Linked DNA regions of Zea mays: region 1 is linked to region 2. A link is a contact called in public Hi-C data. All regions are on one chromosome and are shown on one strand. The core of a region is the stretch at or near the end of the contact, and the rest is flanking DNA. Distances in the headings are between cores, read along the strand shown.

Region 1 (5,960 bases), core at 815-3,314, 410 kb after region 2:
AACTAGTACTACATCAAGGGTCAGCTTTGAGCCCTTACCTTTTTTGTATTGGTGATGGATGAGATCACAAGAGAAATAGAATGGGATATTATCTTGGTGTATGCTTTTGCGGACAATTTAGTTCTAGTTGATGAAAGTCAGGCAACAGTAAATAGGAAACTGGAGTTTTGGCGAGAGACTCTAGAGTCCAAAGGTTTTAGACTCAGTAGAACTAAAACTGAAATATATGAGATGTGACTTCGGCAATACTATGCATGAGGAAGGAGATGTTAGTTTGGAAGGTCAAGTAGTGCACAGGGAAGATACCTTTCATTATTTAGGATCAATGCTATAGAGAGACAGGAATATTGATGACGATGTTATCCATACTTCCATAGAATCAAAACAAGATGGATGAAGTGGAATCAAGCATCTAGCGTTCTATGTGACCAGACGGTAGAACAAAAGCTAAAAAGAAAGTTTTATAGAATGGCTTAGACCTGCTATATTTTATAGTGTAGAATATTGACCTACAAAAAACGACAAGTTCAAGAGATAAGTGTTGCGTGAATGTGTAGGTTGTGTTGGATTTGTGGCCATACAGGACAAGGTCGAGTCTGAAACGATGATATATGTGATAAGTTAGGGGTAACATCTATTGAAGAAAAGTTTGTCCAACACCGATTGAGATGGTTTGGGTATGTCCAACGGAGACCTCCATAGGCACCAACGTGTAATGGAATTTTAACGGGTGTTTGGTTCCCACATCCTAAACTTCATTTTTAGTCCCTAAATTGTCAAACGGTATGACTAAATGAGGCCTCCTAAATAGAAATTTTAGGGACTAAAATTTATTCACTAAAGTTTAGGAGGGTGATTAAAGAAACCAAACACCCCCAAGACATGATGGCAATGAGAAGGGAAACATTCAAACATGGGAAGACCAAAGTTGACATGAGAATAAATAGTAAAAGGAGACTTAAAAGGATAAAATATATCCAAAGGTTTAGCTTTTCAAATAAGAGTGAATGAAAAACAGCTATCTATGTCTGGTGGTTTCCGTTGGATTTTAACTCTAGCTACCCCAACTTGGGACTAAAAGCCTTTGTTGTTGCTGTTGTTGAAGCAAGTGCTTCTTTCAGCATCTTAACAGGATGATTAGTACAACTGAACAATGCAATCTTTAGTTTTATTATCAACAAATGCAGTGAAATAAGTTGGGATGAATCTGCCACCTCTATTCCTCATGTCAACCAACACCCCAGTTAGACAGGAAATGTATCATCTTACAGATCACAGTTTCTGATATTCATTTCTGCTCTTTTTTGGTTGATGATCGTGTCATATATCAATTATATGCAATAAAAGTGCATAGTTTCTTGCAAAACTACCAGTAAGGACAATATTTAACAACTACACAGTCTCGTTTCCCCAATAGCAAGCGCTACTGCAACAATAGGCAGAAATTGCGTAGCGGACAACCTAACTAAGTTGTGACAAGTCACTGAGGAAGTTTTGGAGCCGCCCGTAACTAAGGACCAAAACTGATCCAAAGTGAAACCATTCAATATCAAGAATTGCCATACTCCGAAAGCCAGATAGCCCAGAACCAAAACATTGATTAAGGCAGCCGCTTCCGCCTCGGAATCTTAATGGCTCACCTTGTGCTCGTTCTTGTTGACACCGTATCCGCTGCGGTACATCTGGCCGACGAGCACCTGCATGGTGATGTCGCCGGCGCGCGCCTCCTTGAGTGCGTCCTGGAACCACCGCCTCGTGCAGTCCGACACCACCTCCGCGAGCGGAACCCTCTCGTCCGCCTCTAGCCCGCACGCCGCCGCCAAATCCCGCACCTCGGCCCGCCCGGAGCTGGCCGCGGCAGCGGCGGCAGCGGATTTCCTGGGCGTATCCAGCGGGGCAGACGGCGTCTTATCTGCCCTCCCGGCGGATGCGGCGGTATCGGATGGGACGCGAAGGCTGCGGGCGTACGAGCGAACCGCGGCGGCGGCGGCGGCGGTGGCGGCGGCAGGTAGGTGCTTGCCCATGCAAATGTGGGGTTTCTTGGGAGGGGAACAGAGGGGAATTTGAGAGAAATGCGGGGGCTTTTGTGCGAAAAGGAGGTGTCCTCCTTTGCCAAAGGTGGAAAAGTTGGTGGCGTGGAAAGGAAGAGCCGGAACATTGCGGTGAATTTATACAATTTTAAATTATTTTTCTGTCTTCTTTTTTGATTTCTTGGGTGGGAATGGCTACCGCGTGAAGCAATCGGTGTGATCACGACACGTAGAATTTTGTTAAAATAATAAATAATACTGGTATGTATAGTTGAAACAGCATGTATGTATAGTTTCTGGTAAAATTGGTTGATCCTAGATCTTGACGATAAATATGTTCATAACATTAATACTAAAAGTCTCTAGTCTAATGATTTGAATCCCACTTTTATCTAGCATTGTTATTTAGGTCATATAAATGAGAAATGCATAAAGATGATCCACAAAGATGGTCTTCTTAACTCTTGATTTTGAAACATTTGGGATTTGTGGGTTGTGCTTACGTAGCAAGATGACTAAGGCACTTTTTAGTGGTCAAAGTGAGAGAGCAAGTGACTTATTTGGTATGTGGACCAATGAGTTCAGTAGCTAGATGTGGTTTTTAGTACCTCATCACTTTTACTGATGACTTCAGTAGATATGGCCATATGGGTGTGCCTACTTAACGAGGCACAAGTCTGAATCGTTTGAAAAGTGCAAAGAATTTTAGATTGAGGTACAAAATCATATGGTCAAAACTGTTATTTTGATGAAAAAGTCAAAATCTTTGGCTTCAAGAATGAAGAGGGGCCTTGTGTTTACAAGAAGGATTGTGGGAGCACACACATGTATTCATGGTTGTATATGTAGATGACATATTATTGATTGAAAATGATATTCCTATGTTACAAGTCGTCAAGTATTCATTAAGAAATAGTTTTTCTATGAAAGATCTAGAAGAGGAATCTTACATTTAGGCATGCAGATTTATAGAGATAGATCAAAAGTGTTAATTGGATTAAGACAAAGTACGTACATTGACAAGGTATTAAAATGCTTCAATATACAAGATTCTAAGAAAGGTTTCTTGCCAATGTCACATGACAATGACATTACCCTAAGCGATACTTGGTGTCCTTTGACACCTAATAAGAAAAAAATGATGAGTGTGATTATGTATGCCTCCATGGTCGTATCCATCATGTATGTCATTGTATATACACATCTAAATCTTACTTATGCTCTGAGCATTACAAGTAGGTATCAATCTAACCCTAGTGAGGCTCACTGGTGGTTGTAAAGGATATCCTAAAGTATTTGCGAAGAACTAAGGATATGTTCCTAGTTTATGCATGTGAGGAATATCTCATTGTAAATGGTTACACTGATGCTAGTTTCCAAATCAATAAAGATGATAGTCAATCGCATTCGGAATTGTGTTATGCCTCAATGGAGGAGTAATAAGTTAGAAAAAATTAAGAGATGATGGCTGATTCTACGATAGAGGTCGAGTATGTAATAACGTTAGAAGGTACTAAGGAGTCTGTTTGAATCAGGATGTTTGTTTCTAAGTGGGGTTTGGTTCTGAGCGTGTCTAATGCTTTGGGCCTTTATTGTGATAATAATGGTGCCATTACATAGGCCAAGGAACCTAAATCACATAAAAATATAAGCATATAATTTAGCTCTATCACCTTATTCACAAGATCGCTAATAGAGGCGATGTGAAGATTTATAAAGTGCACACGAGTTTTGAATGTTATTGATCCATTGATGTCGGGGACCATAATTAGGGGTACCCTTAAGGCTCCTAATTCTCAGCTGGTAACCCCATCAACATAAAGCTGCAAAGGCCTGATGGGTGCGATTAAGTCAGGGATCGGTCCATTCGAGGGACTCGATCACGCCTCGCCCGAGCCTAGCCTCGGACAAGGGCAGCCGACCCCGGAGGATCTCCGCCTCGCCCGAGGCCCCCCTCCAGCGGCTAACGTATTTCCAGCTCGCCCGAGGCCCTGTCTTCGCCAAGAAGCAACCCTGACCAAATCGTCGCGCCGACCGACCAAATCGCAGGAGCATTTAATGCAAAAGTGGTCTGACGCGCGCCCTTCAGCCGACAGAGCCGAAGTGACCGCCATCACTTCGTCGCTCCACTGACCGGCCTGACAGAAAGACAGCGCTGCCTGCGCCGCTCCGACTGCGGTACCACTTGACAGAGTGAGGCTGACAGGCAGTCAGGCCCGACCGCAGGCACCATAGGAAGCTCCGCTTCGCCCGACCCAGGGCTCGGACTCGGGCTAAGTCCCGGAAGACGGCGAACTCCGCTCCGCCCGACCCAGGGCTCGGACTCGGGCTAAGTCCCGGAAGACGGCGAACTCCGCTCCGCCCGACCAGGGGCTCGGACTCGGGCTAAGTCCCGGAAGACGGCGAACTCCGCTCCGCCCGACCTAGGGCTCGGACTTGGGCTCAGCCCTAGAAGACGACGAACTCCGCTTCGCCCGACCCCAGGGCTCGGACTCCACCCTGGCCTCAGCCGACGGTCTCCGCCTCGCCCGACCCAGGGGCTCGGACTCGACCTCGGCCACGGAAGACAGACTCGACCTCGGCTTCGGAGGAGCTTCCACATTGCCCAACCTAGGGCGCAGACCAGCCACGTCAATAGGAGGCACCATCATCACCCTACCCCAAGCTGACTCGGGCCACGGGGAACAAGACCGGTGTCCCATCTGGCTCGCTCCGCCAGATAGGCAATGATGGCGCCTCGCATACTCTGTGACGACGGCGGCTCTCAGCCCCCTTACGGAAGCAAGAGGACGTCAGCAAGGACTCAACAGCTCCGACAGTTGTCCCTCCGCCAGGCTCCAGCGCTCCTCCGATGGCCACGACATCACACCAGCTGGGTGCCAAAATCTCTCCGGCTGCCACAACGGCATGTACTTAGGGCGCTAGCTCTCCTCCGCTAGACACGTAGCACTCTGCTACACCCCCCATTGTACACCTGGATCCTCTCCTTACGCCTATAAAAGGAAGGACCAGGGGCCTCTTAGAGAGGGTTGGCCGCGCGGGGACGAGGACGAGACAGGCGCTCGCGTGAGGCCGCTCGCTCCCTCTCCCGTGTGGACGCTTGTAACCCCCTACTGCAAGCGCACCCGACCTGGGCGTGGGACGAACACGAAGGCCGCGGGATTTCCACCTCTCTCACGCCCATCTCCGGCCACCTCACTTCCCCCCTTCGCGCTCGGCCTCGCGCCGACCCATCTGGGCTGGGGCACGCGGCGACATTTCACTCATCGGCTTAGGGACCCCCCGGTCTCGAAACGCCGACAGTTGGCGCGCCAGGTAGGGGCCTGCTGCGTGTTGACGAACAGCTTCCCGTCAAGCTCCAGATGGACAGTCTCCAGCAACCTCTCCGACCCGGGACGGTGCTCCGTTTCGGGAGCCTTGAGTTCATGTCCCTCGACGGCGGCTACGACATGATACCCCTTCCACCGCCGGACGACAGCGACAATGGCGGCCGACAGCCCGCCCGCCGGTGGCGGAATCGACGACGTCTTCCCCGCGTGGTGGAAGAACAACATTCGAGCTCGCCCCGTCCTCTCCCCCGCCAACGGAGGAGGAGGCGGGGCAACCAAGGTCAAGCGGGAGGCAGCGCCTCGTCGGCTGTCGAGCGAGTCGACGGCCCCAGCGCCCCAACGGGGGGCGCGTCGGGCATCGACCTCGCGTTTGAGACGAAGGCGAGCGCCGTCTCCCCGCGACACGCCAATTCCGAGCAAACGGACGACGCCGGCACGCTCGCGAAAGGCTTGCTGGACGTCACTCTCGTACCTGAGACGACGGTGCAGTCAGTCCCCGACGTGACTTCATCACCGCCCGTCGACCAAGAGGTACCGACCGATTCCCATCTCGCGCTTTTCGGATTCAGCCTCAACCCGCCAAGCGACCTCGCTTTGGCGG
Region 2 (5,899 bases), core at 880-3,379:
GAGATGCTTAATAAAAAAAAACTTCTCCAACCATAGCACTTGATGCTTCGAAGGTGGATAAGATGCTTAAGTTAGCAGCAATGCTTAATGTGTGTTAACAAGGAAGTTAAACCTACCGAAGCATCTTTTTGCATTGTACTCCTATTTCAAATTATAAGATCTTTTGGCTCTTCTAGATACATTGTTTTTTGCTATGCATCTAGACATAATGTATATCTAAGTGCATAGCAAAAACTATATATCCAGAAAACACAAAATATCTTGTAATTTGGAATGGAGGGAGTAGGAATGAGTAGATGCTCTGTGGTACGGCAATATTCTCTCTTCTTAAGCACACATGTCTAAACATCTTTCATTGCACATTCCCTTACACATACAAGTATGCAATACATCTTATTCTAAACAAAACTAACGAATTAATTTCTGGAGATCCCGAACAAAATTGCTAGCTTCAAAATGCAAGTATTGGTAACCAAGACAGAGAAGGGTAGTACTTAAGAACAGTGCATAAGAATCTGAGGTTTCCATGTCAAGCATATAAATGAAAAACTACATCATATAGATCAGGCAACTTGATTTTGACAGATTTAGAAGGAGAAAAATAAGTTGAATGGAAAAGAAAATGAATTAAGTTAATTAACTATGCATGTCACCACTGGTGAAAATTACTTGGGACTCAGAAATCTACTTACCTGACTGATCATTGTTGAGTCAAGCTTTTCTTTTGGTCCATTGGTGCAAAGATCCAGCAAGTCATATCTAGATTAACCAGTACAAAGGAAAGTTTTAGCGTAACCACTACTCTTTGGAAAGATGATCGCTTGTGGACTATAAATAAGTACTGCAAAAGCAGGAGAGATGAAAAAAACGTGTATATACTAATAGAGGTTTGAAGATACCCAAGGATTTCATTTGCCTGGTTGAACAATTTGGTAGCTGCTGGAACACTCTGAGCTTCTGCCCCCATTCCAACGGTTTGGGCACCCTGAAATCAAAGCATCCAGCAATAAATGGACAGTGGGGTAGGGGATAGGCATAATGATGTCGGCATAACCATAACTCAAAAGTCATTATTTAATTGGAGAACGGTGGAGGTATTTATTTTAGAATTATGCAATTACAGCACACTAAAGCACCAGATTATAAATCGACAGAAACTCTTGACACAACCGGGCATGTACAACCCACATAAATGTATCTAAGGGGATAAGTGTAAAAAATACAAAAGACGTATCTCGGTGAAGTAACGTCTCTTGCTCGGATTATTTATTGAATCCTGCATTTTTCCTGTGTTTTTGAACTAATTCCTATAAAACTCCTATACTATAAATATTAATATTTTCTTATATAACTGTGGTCAAAGTTAAAAATGATTGACTCCTCGAAAAATGAGAATGACCAACATTTGTGTACGGAGGGAGTATCCCTAAGTATCTAACTATCACACCTTAAACCTTTGTTGCCAAATTTGATGTACGTTTACTGAAACGTGCAAAAAGGTGACCATTATTGCCGGCTTCAATTCCGAAGTCAAGACATTCTACTTGCGTAAACCATCGTATAATGGCGACCATTCACAGAATTTACTCATGTGGGTAATCCACGCGCGTGCACACGGCCCGCAATTTGCAAAAAAGAGGGCCTCAGCGTACCTGGCCGGGGAAGAGGAAAGCGGTGGTGGGCTTATAGTCGGCGAAGAGCGCGTCGGCGCCCACTGCAACCTCGGAGCCGAGCGACACCCTGACCGACGAATACCTAGATCTGGAAGATAGCGCCACCCTCGCGGTCGCCGGCGCGGCAGCCCTGGCCCGGCGCCCCGCGAGCGGGGCCGGCGCGGAGGGCCTGAGGATGGCGAGCATGGAGGCCATTGGAGAGCCCGGAGCTAGGCGGAGGCGGCAAGTCGGGAGGCGCGGCAGCGGTAAGCGCGAGGGGCGAAGAGCATGCGAGTGCGAACTGCGAAGTGCCAAGCTTTGTAACTGTGTACAGGTGGGGGGAGATGGCTGGAGGCTGGAGCTGTCCAGATGGAGGGCAGGCGGAGCTCACGAGGACGGACGAGGTGAGCGAGGACGACAGCGCCACAGCGGTGTGCTGGGACGAGTTGCGCGAGGCAGGCCGAGAAAATGGGCTTGATGGTTTCAGGACAACCTAGGCAAAGACGGGTTACTGGGCTTTCTAAGGCTTGCGTTTTCGTCGGGTTTAGGTACTCAATGGGCTTGTTTAGTTAGGTCATAGACGGCCGTTGTCTTGAAGTTTTAACTAGGTTTATAGCCCTAAATGATATGTGTAACGATCGGGTCCATTCTGCATCAACGATTCTCTTTTTTAAAACCGTGTTCATCGCCTCCATCCAAAAAAAACGCCTCGCATTTTCAGTATGGCGCGTTGGCAGATGAGCGAACGGCCCGGCGTAGGTTCGATCCTAGGATCCACACTATACCTCACATTAGAACTTGTTCGGTTATTTATATTCTATGTGTATTATAAAATTATAAAATATTTTGATTTATTTAGAATTTAAACCTACTCAATCTTGAGAGCAAAACGAACAAGCACTTAAAGATTTTCCCGGTTTAGTATATACACGTGTGCATGTTTAGTAGTATTGCGTGTGTCGCACGTACTAGAGGTCTAGGCCTCTCAATGTCTTTCTAATATTTGTATTGGATGCGCACAAATGTGTGCGCGCGTGATTGTATTCGTGACATCCTTGTACCTGATAAAAACTAAAATTTAAATTTAGTTTATCTAAAAATTAGAATTGGTAATATAAAATACCGAATATGTATTATTAGATCAGTTATGCAATATATATATATATATATATTTTATAGTAAACACATTTATAGATATATAATATGTTTATATTATTTTTATAAATCTAGTCAAACTAAAATTAATTGGCTCATGGTATTTTATTAATATAATTGGTTAAATTTAAAATATGATGCTATGTTAGAATTGTGTTTTTTATATAGAGAGAGTGTACTTTTATGATATCTTCTTCTACTATATAAAGCACAATTTTCACGTTTTTCGCTATCGTCGTGCTCCCAAAATTTAAATGATAAAAAACTAAACTTTTATATAAATGAGGATTTAAACCATGGTTGTCAACTCTAAACCCATATCCACACTCACTTCGCCAACAAAATACATACATTTTTATATTTTATATTCTATATTTAATAAATAGAAAGAGCTGTAACACACTTTGTTAGTTCTGTTAAAAGTGGCTCTCTCGAATTGGGACTTTGACTACCAGACACCTGTCAAATTCTATATTTCTATTGCGTCAAGGTCCCATCTTTCGTCCACGAGGAAATAGGCACGTTAGAGCATATCAACAGCTCTCTAGAAAATGACTCATCAAAATCAGTTTTAAGGGGTATCTAAAAAATTAGTGGGGTAGATTTTAATCCCTTATTCAACAGATTCCTTAAAACGACAAATTATTTTTAGGGAGCCCAAAAATGAAGGAGTTTTAAGGGCTATGAAAAGGTTATAAACGTTTTAGGAAAACTGTTGTAGACACGTTTTTATGTTTTTTTTCCAAAAAAATTTGATTTAGGAGAGACTTCTGGTAAACTTTTGGAGATACTCTTAGGCCCGGTGACACTTTGGCGCTAGTGTGGATTTCATCAGATTCATCGAACGGAAGAGGATCACGTCGAAAGGGAGTGAGGTGCAAGTGCAAGTGGCGCTCACAATCCCATCGGCCACCAACAACCGCGCCCCTCCATTTGCCATTGCCAGCACGGATCACAGCTGGGGTCAGAGACGGCGACGCGAGGACGCGAAAAAGACGACGACGAAATCGGGAAAGGCTCAAAGGCATAAGCGAAGCGACGTACGCTTTGGAATATACGGTGCGGCAGCTAGAATCGAAACGCCAGCAGTCCATGTTGCAGTTGCAGTTTCCCTTGCACACCGCGCGCTCCTTTTACTCGCGCCAGGCAATTGTTGATGTTACCACTTCAATTTTTACCCCGGTAGAAGTTTTCTTTTCATTTATTTACTACAACAAAAAGAACGGACAGATAGGAATGAAAGCAAGCGACGTTTTCCAGAGCAGCGTGCAAGTTCCTATCCTATCACTTGGCCTTTGCCAGGTGCTTTTTATCTTCGCTGAGAAAGAGGTTCAAGATCAACATTGTTTGGCTTACACGCCACTTTCTTTTGCGAAAAGAAAATTCCACAGTTCATGCAGATGTTGGATTTACAGACTTGACCTAACTAAGAAATTTAATTAAATCTTAGAAAAATCATAAAAGCCCACATATAACGAGGGAGTTAGCTATCCCATCGCGACCTTATCGGATCACGATCAAATCAGATCGTGAGTTTGTCGCTTCGTAGACGTGGTCCTATATAAGATGTATGCTAGCCCTTGCTAGAGACTATCTCATCCCAACCACGTGTTAGTTTTTTTTGACTCTGCTTACTGCTGTGTCGCCGTTGTGGTTTTCTTCATCCCGAGTACCGACGTGTATCTGCGATCAGGAGAGCAGGTCTTCAGAACCTGTCACATTCGAGATCCTGCACGGGGAGAGGGCGAATAAAGTTTTTGGGAACGACTGCTCGGGTTCTTCTCGTTGACTCTACTGCTTCGACGTCGTCGACCTTACTGCTTCGACCCATGTCGTTTACCAGTATGTCTGATCAGTACATATCATCTGATTTGACATCATACTCCGGTTCATTTATTATGGTAGAGATGTGCTGTATTTTTATAATTATGTTGTTAGGTAATCTGTTAGGTTACTTGTTGTGAAACATACACCTAGACTATTTATTGTTGGTTATGATTTATATTCGAAATTTAATATACAATATGTCTAATTTATCAACAATCCAAAAATCTTATTGTAGACAATTTCCTGGTTTAACTATGGCTAGTTTTGCCGACGCGTTGAAGCCAGAAAAATTCTTTGGTATGCACTTCAAGAGGTGGCAAGCCAAGGTCACGCTCTGTCTTACTGTTATAAATGTGTTTCATGTTAGTAAAGGCAAACATCAGGTGTACTGACTCCCAAGAGGAGAAAAATATGACGATGTCAATACTATCTTTACGGGAGCAATTCTTAGCGTCCCTGTTGACTGTTTGGTTAATGCGAATATACAATACACAGACGGGAAGGAGTTGGGAGATGCACTTACTACTAAGTATAGTGCATTGGATGTTGGCAGTGACATGTATGTCATGGAGAGCTTTCATGATTATAAGATGGCTGATAATCACTCTATTGTAGATGTCGGTGTTTCAAACCTCACTCCGACAAGTAAATTTGTTGTGCGTGTTCCGGGCTCCGGACGTGTGCGTGGTGGGCGCAAGATTTATACTGGTTCAGACAGAACATCCATACTTCCAGTCATCAGCGGTTTACGCTACCGACACCTTTGATGATCAAAGTGAAAGCATCTAGGCCCCTGGTTGGTTTTAGTGATTAATGACAATGTAATGTTATATGTGACTAACGTGTGTTTTGCAGAGACGAATGGTAAGTTAGGTCGCATTACAGGTAGAAGTACTACAACGGTGAAAACAATCCCGGAGATAAGAACTCGAAGCGACGGCTAAAGAGACGAAACAAAAAGTGAAGGTCTACGTAGTCCGAGTGTCAAGGAGTTGCGGACACTCGAGATATAGTTATGTCTTTTATTTTGTTTTAGCCGTACTATAAAGAGGGGTTGTAGATGAGTAGTTTGACCAAGAGAGTTCTAGTGTAGTGTTGGTGCATATTCACACTCACATATAGCGCTAGGTGACACTCTAGAACATACTCACAAGTTAGAACGAAAACCGATTTGAAAAACAGCAGAAAATAGAAGATAGGGTTTCTGGCCTTGGGGCACCGGACTGTCCGGTGCGCCCTCTGTCAGGTGGGCCCAGGTTGGCCAG

What was found. A called contact is a pair of places that touch in the nucleus more often than the background predicts.
Region 1: a Hi-C map of endosperm shows a contact between it and region 2, with 3 times the contacts expected there. The contact joins the promoter of LOC100277064 here to the promoter of LOC100283964 in region 2. A contact is called at or near these places in 6 of 25 Hi-C or Micro-C datasets (bundle sheath, ear, endosperm and 3 more).

What each region holds. Positions count from the first base shown.
Region 1 is chr1:46,386,143-46,392,102 of Zm-B73-REFERENCE-NAM-5.0, forward strand. It overlaps LOC100277064, which reads right to left and starts at 2,065. Exons shown (of 4, transcript NM_001150731.1): 1 at 1,641-2,065. The coding sequence starts at 2,024.
Region 2 is chr1:45,977,383-45,983,281 of Zm-B73-REFERENCE-NAM-5.0, forward strand. LOC100283964 reads right to left here and starts at 2,130. Exons shown (of 10, transcript NM_001156862.2): 1 at 1,653-2,130; 2 at 900-985; 3 at 693-759. The coding sequence starts at 1,868.